Linked DNA regions of Mus musculus: all the other regions are linked to region 6. Evidence: chromatin contacts called from public HiCAR-type, HiChIP or PLAC-seq and promoter capture Hi-C data. All regions are on one chromosome and are shown on one strand. Each heading gives the region's core, a stretch centred on a gene start, on an enhancer-like site or on the middle of the called end of the contact. The rest is flanking DNA. Distances are from core to core; before and after follow the strand shown. Region 1 holds the start of Idh1 (isocitrate dehydrogenase 1 (NADP+), soluble). Region 2 holds the start of 2310016D23Rik (a long non-coding RNA gene). Region 3 holds the start of Nbeal1 (neurobeachin like 1). Region 4 holds the start of Cyp20a1 (cytochrome P450, family 20, subfamily a, polypeptide 1). Region 5 holds the start of Raph1 (Ras association (RalGDS/AF-6) and pleckstrin homology domains 1). Region 6 holds the start of Ino80d (INO80 complex subunit D).

Region 1 (3,001 bases), core at 2-2,501, 2.1 Mb before region 6:
ACCATGGCTCTGTATTCCTATGCATTCTTCTTACTTTTGCCATCACCTATAGTCAATACTTCTTATTGTGTTTTATTCTTCGTTTCTTGAATTTATTCTAAAATGCTTTCTGGAACAAGAATGGCTATGAATACTTACTTTTAGTAATATAAACAATATGTGCCTGATGGTAGTAAGTAACGTTTTTTAAAGTGATTTAAAGTGAGATTAGAGGTGAAAGTATAAACTCACACACTCTCTAATCATTTTATAGGAATAAACGGAGGTCACAGCTAATACCCAGTTAATCAACATTAACAGCTGACACCACGTATGAGTCCTTTTCCACATAGCGCCCTCTAGCGTCCAAAATGAATCTTACTAACTGCCGTGAATTCATAACTTTTCAACACAATGCTGGTTGTTTTAAAAGTCCATGAAGCGTTGAATCTTGACCAATCAAGGATGACCTATTGTCCTACAAGTCATAATGTTCTCCTTTTCAAGACTAAGGAATACAGACAGAAAAATCTCTGGAAAGATTGGAATACGTTTAACCCATTCTTAGAATTCTAAGATTTATATCGTGTATCTCTAGTGCAGCTTCATCGCAACCCAGAAAATAAACCTCACTGTCTTCCATGACAAATGGTGAGTGAAGCTTATTTATAAACAGCAACAGTTGGGAATACGGATCATTGGTAGTGGAGGGAATTATTGGGGTGGAATGGTGAAGCTCTGTAAAAGCCTCAGCATGAGAATATGAATGGTTTTACTCATATATGTATTTGTGTGTAGGGTATTGTTTGTTCTTGATTTTGAAATGGAAAATGCGCTCTGTTTTAGCTTTTGCATTAAGGTAGAATCTGTAGTCCTCACACGCCTTTAAGAAACCTCAAATGCACATTCTTCAAAGGGCACAGTCCAGCTCTAAGAGGCATCCGGAGACTCCAGGAAGGGATCCAGTCTAGGGAGGGCTCCCTCTTTTGTACCTTTTGCAGAGAACCTGGATACTCAACGCTGGGATTCCTAGATTGTTGCGGAGCCCAGAACACTCGGTCTCGGCGCTTCCGATAGCCTGTCAGTAGGTGGCGTCCTCGCTCCTCAACTGCAGGGTGTTCCCGAGGAATCTCCGCGGCGTGGCAGTCCCATCCCCCACCGGGAACAGCGGACCGCTGCATCCCAGACTTAATCTCAATCTATGCCTCGGCCCACCCCACAAAGTCGGAGGCGGCGAATGGCGTCGTGGAGGGGGCGGGGCTTCGGGAGGTGGGCTGAGGGGGTGGGGCCTGGGAGGAGACAAAGCCGGGAAGAGTTAAACAGCCTTGACCCTGCCGCTGGGCTTCCGAGCGAAGGTTGTGGCAGATGCTGATCTAACTGGGGCCGGCTTATTACAGCTTGTGTGTACGCGCGGGTGTGAGCCGGTGAGTAGCTGGGGCGCCTCCGGCTGCAAGCGGGCGCTCCTTCCCCTCCCTACAGGTGCCCCAAGGCTTAGAGCGGCAGCCGCCGCCCCTTACTATTAAACTATTCCGTTGAAAGCTGGAGTGAGAAAAAAGGAAGAAACCCCAGGTCTTGGCTGTGCAGAGATGAACTCAGTGGCAAGGCCCTGGTGCACTCAGGGACGCTTCCAGAGTTTGGGCGTAGAGAAGGGAAATGGGAGTAGCAGAGTGCTGCTTGCCTATCTGTATAGAAGGGCGCTTCCGAGGTTGGGATCGCTTTGGGAGGCGAGGACGTTGCAAGCAGTGACAAGTGGCAAGGCACCCGCGGAGGAGAATTTAGCTTTGAGGTGGACGCACAGAACTCTTGAGTGTTGGGTGTAAAAGGACTAGGCAGGAAAGCTGGTTGCAGAAAGGGTGTAAGCCAGGAATTTAGGCGTGTACTCCCTTCAAGGTTCAGGGGTGGGACCTGCCTTGTGGTCGGAGAAGAGCTAATGAGAGTGCAAGAGAGGGAGGGGATGAAGGTAGGCGGAGCCTCCAGCTTCAGTCTGTAGTGTTTGCTTAGCCACTTGGGGGCGCCCTGGGGTCTCGATTCCAGATGCAGCCATCTCAGTGGACCTCGTATTTAAAAGGTCCTGGCAGTGCTGAGAGGAGGGGCTGGTGTGGGGATCTGGAAGGAGGAACCGAGTCAGCTTCATTAGCAGAGCTTGCACAACGCCCACATGGATATCTCCTGTCTCAGTGTCACCCGAGGTCGAGCAAACCCGAGACCTGCAAAAAGCCAAAGAGCCGGGCGCTCACTCTAGGACTCACCGTCCTGTGGTGTGAGCGTGTGTGCGCACCAATATTTGTACTCCTGTGACCTTTATTTGGAAGGCTCCTGCCCTTTGCCCCTCTGGATACACTCAAGCACTGTACTTTAAACCAGATAAACTGGGCTGTAAGGCTGATATTAAATACAAATCCTCCTGGCAGGGGTATTTGTATGTTAAGACTTTCTGTTCCGGATCTTGCTTTGTTTTAGGAGATAAATTGAAAGGACACTTGTTTAAGTCATCAAAATTGAGAGGCCTTGTTATAATTGCAAGTCCGTTCACCATCAAGATAAGAATTAGCAATTTTGCCCTCTAATCTGATATCTTTAATGTGACCACATTGTATAGTTAGTTGGGCGTTAGTGCAAGTGTAGGCACTGGGAAAAGAGAGAAGCAGGAATTTTTCGACAATATACTGCAACTACTTCCTTAGAGTCCCCACATGTTTTGCAACTTGAACTTGGCTGGAAAACAAAAAGATCGGCTCAAGATAGAAACTTGAGATTTATGGAAGTAAAATTAAGTATGGCAAAGGGTTCCTATTGCTTAACTAGTCTATTATGTTTGTTTTCTGGAATTGCACAGGCTGTCAGATTGGAAACTGGCTGCCTTCAGACTATGTAAATAAGCTGGTAGCTATTAGGCTTGGATCAAACTTTCCTTTAAAAGTTGGGGTTGGGTGGGATCAGAAAATGTGAGACCCAAGAAGTCAGGGAATCTAGGGGTACCTAAAGCCCATACATGCCATGGAAATCAAATCCAGAAGTGTGA
Region 2 (2,934 bases), core at 189-2,688, 2.3 Mb after region 6:
AATACACATGTATATAAAAGCTATAATATGAAAAAATAAAACAGTTGTAATGTGGGATATAAAAAGTACAAGACATCTACACAGAAGTCCCTTTGTCTAATCCTTTCATATAGTAGTGAGTAGAAACTAGAGACAATCTGCCGTTGTCCCACCAGAAGGTTCAAGGGCAAAGACAAGAATTAGCCCCAAACTTAGTATTCTACGGGGCACAATAAGTCATAATTTCCCCCTGAGCTCTAAACCTGGAAGTTTACTTTTGCATTACTAACCTTAATTCACGAAACAAACAACCTACTGAAAGAGGCCAGATTTGAGGGGCAATGAAGGTTAAAACAAACAAACAAACAAACAGGAGAGAGGTGCTTGTAGGAGCTGGGACCTCTCTTCCTGTTTTGTTCTCAGTGGTTTTCATCCTAGGTTGCTTCCTTTTGAGACTGAGAATATGTCTCTCCCTATAAAGCTAGTAACCAAGCGGCAGAAAGATCGAAGTAGGCTCCACAAGATAAGTACTCTCCTGTCACAGCTTCAAGAGGAGGCTGAGCAGATTTAAGTCTTTCTTATGGCCTCTGTAGAGGCCCTGGGAAGGAACTGAGTGAATAACCTACACAGCAGTCCTACACACTATATAAGAAAAGTCTTGGAGGTCCTAAGGCTGTTCACCCAGACTGTAACTTGAACACATTAGTGTATCCTGGCTTTGCAGGATACACCATTCTGAGAGAGGTGTGCCTGCTCCTGGTATTACAGGCTGTTTGCATATTAAATCTTAGGTATTACAGGCTGCTTGCATATTAAATCTTAGGTATTACAGGCTGCTTGCATATTAAATCTTAGGCATCTGACCTTTTGGGGAGCAATTTCCTATTCTTGGCTGCACAAATGAAGCTAAATCTTACCCTATTTCTAAAATGCCCAGATAGAATGAATGAGTGTATGGCTCAGAGTGCCCCCACAGGCTGTTTCCAGAAAGAACTATTTGTACCTTGGGTGTAACCAGCAGCTGTAGACAAACAGGGTGGAGCAGCGATAAGGGATGACAAAGGCCGGGTCAGTGTCTATGATCTGTATAAAGCTGACTTTCACGCCTACCTGTGAAATGCCAAGCTTTAGTTTGCCCTTCCAGTGGGCAGCAGCAGGGGTTGCGGGTGCGGGTGAGGGTGTGCTCTCCTGGTCACCTATAAATAGTAGCTAAATTTAGATTTGAAAAAGTCATGGAAAGTGGTAGGAGGCCAGTCCTGAGACAGCTGCTTCTGGTCTCTGCTCCACCCACTCCACACTGGAGCTGAGTGTGGTCCATTTGGAAGGATTTGCAGGGTAATTCGTCTTTTTCATTACCTTGGACACGGGCCATACCCCCCCACCCCCACTGTGAATAAAAATTTATTTTGTTTCCTTGGAGATTGCATGGATTTGATGGTTGGACGAGAGGGAAAAGAGCAAAGAAAATGTAACAGTAATCATTGGGCTTTTAGCACTAATTTCCCGAGGATGCTGTCATCTTGAAATTCTCGTCCCCTTTGCTTTTAGTTTCCTGTTTCTCCTCCCCAGGATAGCTCTCTCTTGGATAAAGTCTCTCCCTCATTCTCTGCAAATCCTTGCCTTTTTTTTTTTTTTTAAATAAAGTTACTTGGACACTCACACTCCCAAGAGGTCTTTACATGCACCCAGACTGATCCCTTCTAGATGGTGTCTGGCGTTCAAAGACAAGCTCAAAGCTTAAAAGTGGTGCCTTGGTTCTGTCTCAGAGGTCAGCAAACTGCGGCCTACAGGCCAAGTCTAGCCACTGTCTGACACTGCACAGGCCATGAGCTGAAGAATGGATTGTATGTGTACATACGGCTAGGGTGATGGTGCAGCAATCAGAGGAATCACAATATCTGGCAAGAAAATTAAAGGAGAATCAAATACCAATATCCATAAGTAAAAGCTTGCTGAAATACAGCTAATCTCAGTTGTTTGTCTACAGTGACAGACTGCAGTAGCTACAAGAAACTATACAGTCACCAGAGTAACAGTAGATACACAATGTCTAAGTTCTACAGTCAGGACTAAGTAGGTGCCTTAAGGTGAATAGAAGGAGGTGAAGGGTTGTAAAATACACTCTGATTGGTCCACGCAGAGATAAGGACAACAGCGTTGCTCTATCGTTTCTCCTGTACCCAGTCCGCTTTTCAGAGCTGGGAAGACGGTCATCAAAATGTTGTTGGATGAATGAAGAAGAAGACAGGACAGAGAGGCACAAAGCAAATGAAACATGAGTTGCACCCTGTTTGGAATGAAAAAGCATCCCCATGACAACCTCCAGCTAGTCTTGCTTCATATCATCTATATCACTGGTTCCCAGACGTTAGCAAAAACCCTCACTTTGGATGCCAACGTATCGAATGCTCAGTGTGTGCATAAGAAATTGAAAAAAAAAGTCTGTATGAATCTGGCTAACTTTGCTGATGCTAATTCAAACCCACCTTTCTGACCCTCTTCCTCAGTCACCAAATGTACATCAATTTAGTCTAGACACTAAACTCAGATGAGGAAGTTATCAAGGGAAAGGAAATCAAATGTAAACTTCATAAATAAACCTTTTGTTCATCTCTCTCTCTTCTTCCCTCCCCCTCCCTCCCTCCCTTCCTCCCTCTCTCCCTCCCTCCCTCCCTCCCCATCTCTGTGCTTGCAGGTGACACCCACACATATCCTTCAGCGTTGGCAGAGATGTTCACTCAGATAATGACTGGAGTTCATGCTACCTGTTCTCATCTTCATGTGTCATCGTCACCATGCAAAACCACAACTATAGGAAAACAGAGCTGTTTGCTGCTCTTCTGTCTCAACTGACATTTCCACCCAGTTCACAGCTTGCCCTTTGGAGACAAAGGAGATTATCTGTCATTGAGATGCCTTTACATAATGAAGTATGAGTGAAATCCAGGCTATCCT
Region 3 (2,700 bases), core at 70-2,569, 2.9 Mb after region 6:
TGTTCTAGGACTCTGTTCTGGGACTAAAGGTATGCACCACCACACCTGCCAGTTCAGGATTATCAATATGCACAAACACACTACACAATAAGGTCATAATGCTGGATACAAAATTTTATAATCAAGTAATTTTAAGTACAGAAATAAAAGGAAAGCAAATTACCTTTGTACAATAAAGCATCCAAAGTTCAAAGAGCCTCTCTCTGGCTGCCATTCTGGCTTTCCACTCTGGTACTTTAATATTTCCTCAAAAAGACGGTTCAAGACCATATCATATTACTTTATTTTCCAAGTTTATCAGCCGTTACAGTAAAGCTCAAAGCAGTGGAATAAACAAAAAAAAAACAAAAAAAAAAATTCGTAGAACAAATAAGACTGTCTCAGGTCAATAAGGGTCAATTTCAGCAACTACTCCAACACTTCTTCATCAGGGGTAGCTGGTCTCGTAAATAGGTCTGTGAAATACAAAAATATCCTAAGTTTTTTTAAGCCACATTTGAAAAAAAAAAATCCAGATATCCGTCTGCCTTGATCACCCCATTCAAAGGGATAAATTTTTAATGTGATTAGATATTCCAGAAACTCCTGTTTGGCACACCACGACTAATGATCAACATAAAATACTAAAACCTTCCAGGCAGATTCACAACCAAAACTGCGGTAGATGGGAAGGAAGACGGCTCCCTACTCACGCCTTCCTTTAACCAGGAGCACAGATCAAACACAACAAATATCCGAGATTTCTCGCCAGCTTCTTAAAAGTTGCTGGGAATGTTTGCTGCGTTGCAGGGCAGGGCGTGGGGGGAGGGCCCGAGGAATTCCTGGTTTGTTTGTTTTAACCATCCACACAGCGAAAGTCATCCTGCCTACCTGGCTTCCACCTCTCCACCCAAGAAGAAAGGGGCTCACACACCGTGGCAAGGACCACCTCCCGTGGGACGACCCCAGACCCCGCCTCGCAGCAGTCCGGGGACCTTTCCATTTCCTCCCTGCGTCCCCGTTACGAACAAGAGAGACAAACGTCAGGCGTGCCAATCAACTTCAGAAGCGCGGCCCGGAGCGCTCTGGGACCCAGACCCGGGACCCACGCCAACCGGCCGCAGCCAGACCCGCCCGGGCCGGCCGCGCCCCCTCGCCCGCCGCCGCCGCCCCTCAGGCTGCAGCCCTGCGCCGCATTCCCCCGGGCCTTCCCGCCCCGCGGCAGCCTCCGCCCGACCTCGGCGTCCCCTCACCACGCTCACAGGCCCGCCGGCGCCACCCCGCCGCGGGCTAACTTGCTGCCCTCCGCCCTGCCCGCGGCGAAGCCCCGTGTCACCCCGAAGCCGGGCGGGAGGCGGAGGCGGAGGCGGGGTAGCGCCGACGCGGGGTGGGAGGAGCCAGGGGCGGAGCAGCCCCTGGGCTAATCATTCCGGCCTCTGGGGATTTACCCGGCCCTCCGGCAGCCGCTCCTCGAGGGCCGCTCAGCCCCGAAGCCCCTCCCCCGGCATGCCTGCGCAGCCGCAGTGCCCTCGCTCAGGCTCTGAAAGCGGTCGGAGCCAGCCTGGGCATTCCGGTCAGTAGTCACCCAGCTGGACGTGAGGGCCGACGTGCTGACGTCGCTCCCCGCCCCTGCTAGGTGGGGCGGACGGAACTTTCCTCGCCTGGCGGCGCCTCTGCGAATCAGCTGAGGACCGGCGACCCTAGGGCGTCTCGAAGGGATCTCGATTTGATTTCTTTGTAGAAATGGGATTGGTCCTGGGACAGAGCTCAAAAGCGAAAAAAGAAGAAAAGAAATCTTTACCTGTTCTGGCGTCGTTGCCTTTGTACTGTCACTGCCATTCTGTGTCTGTTCCAAGGAGACTGCTGTACGGAATGAGTTCCGTCTTTCAGAAAAAGAAGCAAAAGGCAGTCTTATTAGCTGCACACACTTTCTTAAGGTTGTTGTTGTTGCTATTGTTTTAAGAGAGGAGAAAAGCGTAAGATTAACCTTTTAAATCTAAACATTTAAGAAACTATTGTGAAATTTTACAAACATATAAAAAAATCAGTTTTAGAGCAGCTTAGCATCTGAGATGCCCTGTGTTTGATTCCTAACAAGCACACACAAGGAAACAAAGTAATAAAATGAACTTCTATATGTAATCACTAAGCTTCAGAAATAATCGAAGCCACCCTGAAGAAACAGGTCTGTGATCTAGCACTTAGGAGATGGAGGGAGAGAGATCAGGAGTTCAGCGCTGACATGGGCTACCTAGCAAGTCTGGGACCAACCTGTGCCGCATGAGACCTTGCCACAAAAGAAAAGAAGAAGAAAGGAAAGGGAGGGAGATGACTTGCTGTGCAAGCCAGACCTCCTGAAATGCAAGATGGAGACTGGAGGGCCAGCGAGCCCTGGCCACAAACAAGAGACCCTAGCTCACTAAATGGAAAGCAAGAACCTACTCATGAAAATTATCCTCTGGCATATACACATGCACAATAGATAAATAAATGTAAAGCTACTAATGCCATCATGGGGGTTCACTATGTGACCTTTATTTTTAAAATATACTAATGCCCCCACATGCCCTGTGTGCGTCCTTGTGCCACATATGTTTGTATACCCTCTGAGGCCAGAAGATATCTTATCCCTGGGAGCTGGAGGTCTGGGTGGGGGTGGGGGCTCCTGACATGGGTGCTGGGAACATTGTCTTGTGTGCTGCAAATGCTCTTAACCACTGA
Region 4 (2,742 bases), core at 110-2,609, 2.8 Mb after region 6:
AGTGTCTGGGAATTAGACACGGCCAGCCTGCAAATTAAAGTTCTCCTTTAAAGCTGAAAATCCCTTGATTCCAAGATTTGCATTTTTTAAAAGGAATGAATTGAAGACATTTTTTTGCCACATATATTTTTAATTTTTTTTCTAGTATACAAATTTTAAAATTTAAGACAAGGGCTCATGTGATCCAGACTGGCCTAGAACTCAGGTCCATTTTGGAAGAAACCCTTGAACTCTCCTGCCTCCACCATCCAAGTGCTATGATTACAGGCCCAACACAGCATTCCCAGTTTTCCTTTAAACTAAAATAGCCACTTATCCATTGAAATCCTCCAGTAGAACGCAGACTTAAAAGTCCTTTGAATAGCTTTTCAGCCATTTACACCCATCTGTCTTCCCGGTCTGGTTTTACATTCGCTCCAGTTGGCTAGGACACAGTCCTCTTATTCTTGAAAGGCCTGAGCTCTCAACTTCTTCATATCAGTGTTTTGTTTCTCAGGAGTTCAGGTATGTGGTTTCTATATTAGTCTAATCAACCACTAACTCAGAACAGGACACTTCTAAGGGGCATCTCCATCACCATTCATCTACCCGGGGCTGTTCACTACCTTTCCACTTTTCCATAAATCCACCACACTTTGTACATACATATTCTTTTAAAGACAGGGTTTGATGTAGTCCAGGGTGAGCTTTGAGCTCCCACCCCATCCTCCTCACCCCGGGCTGGGATTACAGATGTATGCAACGCCCAGCTTTATACAATACACTTTAAGGAAGTTCCTTAACAGTAACTCCGGAGTTTTGAGAGGTTCCCCTCTGAAAAGGACAGGTGGACAAAGTTTGGGTTGGGGAGCTCAGCTCGCCCATTCCAACAACGGTGCCGGGGCATATGCAGGGGGATGCTAGGAAAAGATGGAAGGAGTTTCTCCCCTGATGTAGAAGCAAATGGGATTGGGGCTCGAAGAAGTCAATGTCTCCAAAGTCACCCAAGGTAATGAATTGATCGCCACCTCCCAAAACCCGTCCGGGACAGGGAGAATGAGGGACCCGCCCAGGACCACAGCTCAGCGACCACAGCACTCATGCGCACGGGGAACGCACGCCGGGGCGGAGCCACGTGGCTCTTCCGCAAGCGCTCCCGGCCGACCGCCCGCCCAGGTCCTCGCGGCGCAGGCGCACCCCCGAAACCCGAGTTGGGAGTTACCGGGTAGAGGTACAGCACCGCTCCCACCAGCGCCAGCAGGAACGTCACGGCGAAGATGGCGAAGTCCAGCATGCTTCCTCTCGCCCGCCCGCGCGGTCCTCGGCCGTGAGCTCCGTGGTGGCGCCCGCAGCTGGGGAGGGAGGTGGCCTCAGGCGGTCGGCGAATAGGAGCCGCGGTCGCCCCGCCACGCCCGTGCTGGGCGTCACCCTTGGTCTGCTGGCGACTCACAGGCCACAAGGAAACCTCCAGGCCCGGGTCCCACCCTGGCCTGGCTAGAATCAAGCTGCGTGCGACACCAGTCCGCTTGCACAAAGTAGACTTAAGTACATTTAAGTAGGACTCACAACCGAAGCCAGTCTCACCTGGACACCTGCATGCATGGCTGAAGAGCTAGGCACCGTTAGATGCTCCTTATTGCTCAAAAGCGCTCCAGTGAACGTGGCTGGTTTCTGTGTTTTGACAGGATCTGACTATGTATCCCTGTCTAGATTGGAACTATGTAGACCAGGCTGGCCTCTGACTAATAGATGCCTTCCTGGTGCTGGAATTAAAGGCGTTAGCCACGGTAGCAGACATTGGGTAGGATTTCTGGCCACGGTGGCAGACAGTGGGTAGGATTTCTGTTACTGATAATTTGCAATAAATTCCTTGAATTTAGCAAGCTCCATTTTCTTCTATGGAAAACTGAAAACCAGAGGCTGGGGAGGTAGATTGCTTTTCTAGTACAAAGTTCTGGCTTCAGTCCCCAGCACCACATAAACCTGGCTGGTTGGCACACATTTGTAATCCCAGCGTCAGAAGGTGGAGGCAAGAAAATCAAGTGTTTAGTCATTTCCAACTACATAACCAATTCCTAGGTTACCTGAGCTCCTGCCTCATTAAATCAAAATCAATTCATTCAAAATAATACCATATAGAGTAGCCAGTGGAGGGTACTATTGGGCGTTCTAGGAAGCACTGAGCACTGGCAAAGCAATGTTGTGTGCTTATGTTTTTCAAACATTGCTTGGTCAGAGCATTACTGTAATTTGAGATCCTTCTGTTCTATCCAACTCAGAAATTTTAACATGGGTTAGTATAAGGTAAAGCCTGATACTTATTGGCACTACATTTAGTGAAAGCATCCTAAAACAATTTATAGATTTTATAGCTTGAATATCAAATTTTCTTGATACCGTTTGGCATGTCATTTGGAATTGCAGTTAGAGCTCCTGTAATGACTACTGCTTAAGAAGGAATCATACCTCACTGAAAACATGCCATATCTTTTTGAAGCTGTAACAATACTTCCACTCAAGATTTCGTCGATTGGAAATCACATTTTTTCCTGTCTTGGGACAAAGCTGTCTACATTGCTCAAGTTGGCCTCAAACGTTTGATTTTGTCTTAGTTTACAAGTCGCTAAAATTTTAGGCATGGGCCACCTCACACAGCAAGAGCTGTGCTTTTAACTCTGAATGTATTTCAAACTGCCCTGAGTGTTTCAAGGGTTTGTTTTTTAAATCGGTTTTAAAGACATTTCTCATCAAAATGATGGCCCA
Region 5 (2,935 bases), core at 355-2,854, 2.5 Mb after region 6:
ATTCAAAGCATTTGTTATTTATACAAAGGTCTACAGTAGATACTGCATGGGGTATGAACTGAATATGATATGATATTCATTAAGAGAATATAGTGTGCTGAAATAATTACAGGTAACAAATGATGACTGAGTTCAACAGGGAAGAGAGGTCACAGGTACTGGACACTTCCACCATTTTTAGTTTATGAGATGATGTTATTTTACACGAGATTATTGAAGACCTACTAAATTTAAAATACAAAAAATGCACTTATTTCCTAAGTACAAGTATCTCAAGTGTGAAACAGACAATAATTGTATTGGACAGTTCTAAATACCAGTTTGAAACAGATTGTGCAGCAGTTTGGAAAAGACTACTAAAAGACTGAAACTACTTGGAACTCTTCAAGAATATCAGGAAGTAGAATGCAATTAGTCAAACTGGGATTTGATCCTACACTAGAGGAGTGAATACTCATTCTTAGAAAGATCGCCAGAATTTCGGAAATAGGTTATTTATGGGTTTTTTTTTTTTCCTTTTATTTTTTTGGTGAAAATTCAAGATACAGAAACAGTTAAAGAACAGACAAGAAGACATAGAAAAAAAAGAATGCTGGACGTTCAATGCAGCCAATTCCAGACCATAGCTCAATTTCTTCAATGCTAACAAAGTACATAGCCAAGCAAAGGTAATTTAATACTACTTTTCCTTTCCTTTGATCAACTTTACATGAAGGTCATAATAAGGACGTAAATCGAAAGAAATCTAAGTCTGCCTAAGTCAAAACTGCATTAAGATAAGCAGCATTTGAGTAATTTGGAGCTTGGAATCAAACCCAGTATTTTAAGTGTAGTACTCAGGGAATACAGCTCAGGGCTCAGGAAAGTTCGCCAACACCCTTGCTGAGAACAAATTCAATAAGGGAGAACAGAAACCAGGGACACAGATGAACAGGCTCTGACGTGAAAAAGGTAAAGATGAATGGAATAATGTCTGATCCCTGAAAGCTTTCCTTACACTGCACGAAACTGCAGAGTTTAAGCTAAAATGGGATTTCCTAGGGCAGTGCTCCCAGATTTCAACAATAGTAGGCGAGTGCCTGAGGAAGCCCAGGGTTGGTTCTGGAGACGACACATGCGGCAGGCAAAGGCTCCCAGCCCGGACAGGTCTGCTCGTCCGCCCTCAGTCTCCCAAGACCCTGGGACCCGAGTGATTGGGCAGGCTTCACGGGAAGGGCCACGGCGGGCGGGACCGCGGCGGGATTTTCCTCTCCGCTCATTCATTCTCTGATTCATTGGTTCCTGGAGGCGACTCACACGGACGCGCGCTGGAAAGGCAGGGCGCGGAGGACGGCCGCGGCTGGGTGCGGCCCGGCGCCTGAGGGGCGGCCGGTTGGGTGGGGGTGGGGGGTGCGGCTGTCCAGGCCGGGAGGGGCGCGCGCGTGCGCGCGTGCCGGGGAGCAGGAGAGGCGCGCGGCCGCCTGCGCCGGAAGTGAGCGGTGGCCGCGGCGGGGAGCGCGCGGTCAGGCGCAAGTCGGTCCGCCCTTGGGCCGCGCGGCCCTCAGCCCCGCCCAGTGTGCCGGGGCAGGACGCGCGGGCTCTGTGATCCGCGCCGCGGGGCTCTGCGGCCGCCCCGCCCAGTCCCCGCCGACGCCCGCTCTGTGGGTCGGTCAGTCAGTCGCCGAGCGCGCGCCGCGGGAGCTGCGGGCGCTCTCAGCGTTCGGGAGAGGAGCGTCGCCCCTGGAGAGGCGGCGGCGGCGGCGACTGGAGGCGCGAGCAGCTGCTGCCTAGCGCAGGGCTCCGGGAGGGCCGAGGGGCTGCCACGGTGAGTGCTCCGCCACCTGGCCCTCGAGGTCCGGGAAAGGAGAGGTCTGGGTGCCCGGGAGGCGCTGCCGTCTCCATTTGCCCGGCGCCCGGCGTGGCCCTCCGAGCGAGTGCGGACGGCTGCAGCCCGGGGCGCGGTCCTTGCCGGTCAGGCTCTCAGCGTTGGGCTGAGCCCCGCCAGGCGGCCTGCGGTGGGTAGGGGGTCGGCGGGGCCTGGGTTGCACCCCGCGCCCCTCGGGGCTGCACCGTGCAGACAATGAGACCTGGGGCCGCCTGGGGAGGTGCGGCAGGGCTGATACTCCGCACTAGGGCGCCGGTGGCCGGGGACCGCGGGTGGAAAGGGACTGGCTCCCGGTAGCCGCAGAAACCGATGGCTGGGTGCGGGATTGTTCTAGCTTCCATGCCCTGCCTGCTTTCATAGATGAGTTCACTGCAGAGATTTAGAAAGGCGGGGCGCCTTCTGTGTCTTCTAATTAAGCCGGCAAAGTAATTGCTCTAGTGCTTTTTAGCTCCATCTCATCTTTCCGCGTACATTCCCGCCGGAAATCCAAACTGCAATTCAGTGGAGGACGGCAGAAAGAGGGAAGGCTGCCTAATAGTGTTGGTTAGGTTGCCTTCGTTTTAAGACACCTGAAAGATACCCTTTTCCTATTCAGGGGTTGTCTTAGGCTGGCCCCCCTGTGTGAACTGGAAACTACTTGATCCTTATGTATCAGAGTGAAATAGGAGCTTTGGGAAATGGTATGAGTTGCATGTTTCCTGTGTGTTGCATTTCATACATTTTATGGGAAGAACAGTTTGGGTGGACGCTGCCTGCAGCATTTCTCATGGAGAAGTGGAGAGCCGCCCAAGTAGGTAAAGTCCTCCCTAAAGGAACTGTAAAGGTAGCGGGCTAGGGCTGAGGCATCATTCGATTATTAAACGGTGGTATTGTGTTCGTAAGAATATTGAAGTGAGCACACAGTCACAGAAACCTCCTCAGGTATAGTGGGAGACACTTCTACAACACTTGAGTGGTGGAAACAGTGCGTTAGAACAGAGTAAAGTCACATTCCATGCGCTAGAATAGGCTAGCAACGTGATAGTGGACAAGCAAGCCGATAACTATGCAGTAGTTCCCTGCCGGTAAGCA
Region 6 (3,001 bases), core at 394-2,893:
ATTCTGGGGCTGGACAAATGGCTCAGTGGTTAAGAGCACTGGCTGATCTTCCAGAGGACCCAGCTCAAGTGCCACATGGCAGCTCACAACTGTCTGTAAGTCCAGTTCTTGGGCATCTAAAACCCTCACACAGCCATACACGCAGGCAAAACACCAATGTACATAAAACAAAAAATCACTTAAAAAAAGTAAACCTATTACATCTTTGCAATGTACAAAGTCGCTCAACAGGCTGACACTACACCGGAAGTTCTGAACATTCCAACACTAGGGAAGAGAAGCCTACCCCTCAATTCTGTGTTCCAAGAAGCAGGCAGCAAAGTATGCAATGTACCAAAGGCCTAGACATTCATCAATCTATGCAAACTAAAAGAAAATAACAGAAATGGAATTCTAGATATAATTCTTAATAAATAATTTTACTTGAAGAAAATCCAAGGCATCTTTCAATCTGTTGCTAGGTTTATAGGAGTCATCTTTCTTCTTGGGCTGATAGATGAACTGGCTTGCTCAGCTGTCCTGAGAGTTTAAATACACACTACTTCTATTTGCACCGTGAAAAATAAACAGCTGTATTATGCCTTTCTGGGCAGTCAATAGGTTTTACTTACATTGCTCTGAGAGAAGACAAAAGCCATCTCTTTACAATTGACTCTCAGCAGCCTCAGTTCCTCAGATACCAAAACCACAAAATCTTACCTCTAATACATGAAACCATAAGTACGAATACATACAACATAAACGAGCATTAAATAAAGACAATACCGTGACCTCTAAGTCTCTCAAGTGCCAATTTACAGACTGGCCACCAGATACAGAACTTGGACCTGCCATAGAGAAAAATCATTATTAGCCTGAAAAAAAGAAAAAAAAATAGAAAAAAAAAAGTAAGCTGCCACTGTCACCCTTATGGAAAAAGTTAACATGGAAAACAATAATATCGTAAAACCTGTGTCTTGTAAAGATTTCTTTCCATCAGAAGGTGCAGAAACATTCCCCACCACGGAGCACACGACCTCCTTTCTGTTTCTTCCCTGCTTTTTCTCAAGTATGGGCTTTTTTCCAGCGATGAGAGGTAGAAATTTGGACTTTATCTGGCTGGAGCCGGTGCACTTCTCCCCTTGGCCCCTCTCTCCTCTGCCTCCAAGATGGTAGGAAAGTTGTCGTTTCGGAGGGCAGAGGAACTGCTCTGTGGTGTTATGTCCTCGCGGTGCCTGTAGTGGTGCTGTAGGAGGCTGCTGCCTCTTCTAGTGCAGGCGGGCAGCCCTGCCTTCTTGGCTGGAGAGTATATTCAGGGATTTCCCCTTAATGATCACCGACCCTGGGAGCACTTTTTAGTTTCCAAAATAAAAATATGATCCTCACCCCTCGTGTTAGACAGGGAAAGACTCTTGCCGAAGCCCAGGGAGGGAGCAGTAGCAGCCGAGCTCCCTAAGTCCACTGCCAGCGCCTCTCTGATCTGTCAGCCTAGGCGAGGGAGGGGGGGTTGAGGGGGAGGAAGGAGGAAAAAAAAATTAAAAAAAAAAAAAAAAAAAAAAGCAGCTGAAAGGTAAGCAGAGGCGGCCCCAGGCCCGGCCCACATCCCCGGGCTCCCGTAGGGCGGCGGGCTGGGCCGCGTAGGCAGGGCGGGCGGCGAGCGCGCTTACGTGAGGCCGGGGATTCGCCGGCCCACGCCAGGCCGCGGGCGGAGAATGAAAGGGTGAGTGGGGCCGGCGCTGGGGTGGCGGGGGATGGGGCACCGGGGGCCTCGGGGACGCCCGCGGGCAGCGTCGGCGGGGGTTCCGGCGGCGGCCTGAGCGCGGCGAGCGGCGCGGCCTGCGCGGGCCGGGCCCCAGGAGTGCTGCGGAAGGGGGGGCGCCCTAGGCCTCGGGCCCCGCGGCGGCCGCGCCCTGCCCCCGCGCCACAGGCCTCCCGCGCCCCTGGGGTCCCCCGGGGCCTCGGGGCGGGCGGGCGGGCTGCATCCTGCGCCGGCCCCAAGCTCTCCCGCGGGACGGAGGGCTGGGCGGCGGGGACCGGGGCGACGGGGCCTCGGAGTGGGGACCGTGCGGCAGCACCCCGTCCCCGGGCATCGCGCAGACGGGGCCCCCCGGATTCCGGTAACTGTTGGGTTTGTTTATCCCCCCCGCTCCACGGCGCTCTGGGCGGCCTGGCCGGGGCGGGGCGGGCGGCCTGGCGGGCGTGGGGTGGAGGGGCGGCGAGGAGTCAGGTGCAGCCGCGGCCCGGAAAGTTTCCTTTTAGGCCCGAATTGGAGGCCGCCTTCTCTCCGGGGAGCCCCGGTCCTAGCGCCCGGGACCCCCGAGGGCTTCGGGGGGCGAGCACTCGGCTGGCTCGAAACTCTTTGCCAGTTCCTGTCCGTTCAAGGTACTCCGCCCCTGCACCCCTCGCCCGCGCCGCGCCCCACCCCGCTCCCCGCGATCCCCGACGGGGCTGCCAACTCCAGCCCATTCCCCAAGAGCTCCAGGGCCCGGGGAGAAGCCGTCTCTTCCGGTTTGGAAAAGTTTTCAAGGGGTTTTTCTTAGCTTTATTAGTTAGTGACTGGGCTTTCGGGGGTGGGGAAGGGAGGAGGTAGATTCAGGTGCTGTTTCTATTGCAAAGTCAGGGTCCATCGGCCTCCCCTCCTCCCCCCTTTTTAAAAAACCCAGCACCCCACCAAGGAGCTGTGGGGGTGCTACTTGTGTCTTTATTACTACCCCCACCTTCTCTCCCGGACTCCTTTGGGTCCTCAGTCTCCCTCTCTGGACAGCTCCGGCAGGAAGGTAGTTAAGAAGAGAGCAGAGAGCAAACTGTCAGGGAGAGGGGCAGGACCAGGCAGGCTTCTGGAGCAGTCCCCTGCCCTCCGTGGTAGGACTTTACCCCTCTTAGTTGGTCACTTGTCCGGTTAGAACCGACTCAGACGCTGAAGCCATGGGGGAGACCTCGGCTGACAGACAGAGCATTCAAAACTGGGAGGAAGGACCTGGAGGGCTGGGCGCCTGGGGAAGTAAGGTCTACCTGCAGCGCA

What was found. Promoter capture Hi-C pulls out the DNA fragments that hold promoters and counts their contacts. HiCAR-type assays count read pairs that join an accessible place to other places. HiChIP or PLAC-seq counts read pairs in DNA pulled down with a chosen protein or histone mark. Capture Hi-C pulls out chosen DNA fragments and counts their contacts.
Region 1: a promoter capture Hi-C map of pre-B cells shows a contact between it and region 6, with 4 times the contacts expected there. The contact joins the promoter of Idh1 here to the promoter of Ino80d in region 6. A contact is called at or near these places in 5 of 39 promoter capture datasets (the C10 cell line, hippocampal neurons, liver and 2 more), 4 of 484 Hi-C or Micro-C datasets (CD4 T cells, muscle stem cells and rod photoreceptor), 4 of 115 datasets of contacts at active chromatin or transcription factors (astrocytes, bone marrow-derived dendritic cells, large pre-B cells and 1 more) and 2 of 9 other capture datasets (adipose tissue and liver).
Region 2: a contact with region 6 is called in a promoter capture Hi-C map of liver, with 4 times the contacts expected there. The contact joins the promoter of 2310016D23Rik here to the promoter of Ino80d in region 6. A contact is called at or near these places in 3 of 39 promoter capture datasets (hippocampal neurons, liver and stem cell-derived epiblast-like cells).
Region 3: a contact with region 6 is called in a promoter capture Hi-C map of adipose tissue, with 4 times the contacts expected there. The contact joins the promoter of Nbeal1 here to the promoter of Ino80d in region 6. A contact is called at or near these places in 6 of 39 promoter capture datasets (cranial neural crest, hippocampal neurons, liver and 2 more), 3 of 115 datasets of contacts at active chromatin or transcription factors (astrocytes, embryonic stem cells and extraembryonic endoderm stem cells) and 2 of 9 other capture datasets (adipose tissue and liver).
Region 4: a contact with region 6 is called in an H3K4me3 HiChIP or PLAC-seq map of forebrain, with 19 times the contacts expected there. The contact joins the promoter of Cyp20a1 here to the promoter of Ino80d in region 6. A contact is called at or near these places in 9 of 39 promoter capture datasets (the 3T3-L1 cell line, cranial neural crest, frontonasal cranial neural crest and 5 more), 2 of 115 datasets of contacts at active chromatin or transcription factors (astrocytes and forebrain) and 2 of 9 other capture datasets (adipose tissue and liver).
Region 5: a contact with region 6 is called in a HiCAR-type map of astrocytes, with 7 times the contacts expected there. The contact joins the promoter of Raph1 here to the promoter of Ino80d in region 6. A contact is called at or near these places in 3 of 39 promoter capture datasets (embryonic stem cells, hippocampal neurons and liver), 2 of 484 Hi-C or Micro-C datasets (both in embryonic stem cells), 3 of 115 datasets of contacts at active chromatin or transcription factors (astrocytes, embryonic forebrain and embryonic stem cells) and 1 of 9 other capture datasets (adipose tissue).

Annotation. Positions count from the first base shown.
Region 1 is chr1:65,177,392-65,180,392 of GRCm38.p6, reverse strand. It overlaps Idh1 (isocitrate dehydrogenase 1 (NADP+), soluble), which reads left to right and starts at 1,251. Exons shown (of 9, transcript NM_010497.3): 1 at 1,251-1,403.
Region 2 is chr1:60,776,965-60,779,898 of GRCm38.p6, reverse strand. 2310016D23Rik (a long non-coding RNA gene) reads right to left here and starts at 1,438. Exons shown (of 3, transcript XR_865459.1): 1 at 983-1,438.
Region 3 is chr1:60,179,218-60,181,917 of GRCm38.p6, reverse strand. Nbeal1 (neurobeachin like 1) reads right to left here and starts at 1,319. Exons shown (of 55, transcript NM_173444.2): 1 at 1,233-1,319; 2 at 164-455. The coding sequence starts at 214.
Region 4 is chr1:60,341,917-60,344,658 of GRCm38.p6, reverse strand. Cyp20a1 (cytochrome P450, family 20, subfamily a, polypeptide 1) reads right to left here and starts at 1,359. Exons shown (of 13, transcript NM_030013.3): 1 at 1,202-1,359. The coding sequence starts at 1,273.
Region 5 is chr1:60,565,434-60,568,368 of GRCm38.p6, reverse strand. It overlaps Raph1 (Ras association (RalGDS/AF-6) and pleckstrin homology domains 1), which reads left to right and starts at 1,604. Exons shown (of 14, transcript NM_001045513.3): 1 at 1,604-1,804.
Region 6 is chr1:63,112,909-63,115,909 of GRCm38.p6, reverse strand. It overlaps Ino80d (INO80 complex subunit D), which reads left to right and starts at 1,643. Exons shown (of 12, transcript NM_001114609.1): 1 at 1,643-1,699. Ino80dos (INO80 complex subunit D, opposite strand) reads right to left here and starts at 1,439. Exons shown (of 4, transcript NR_045915.1): 1 at 1,366-1,439.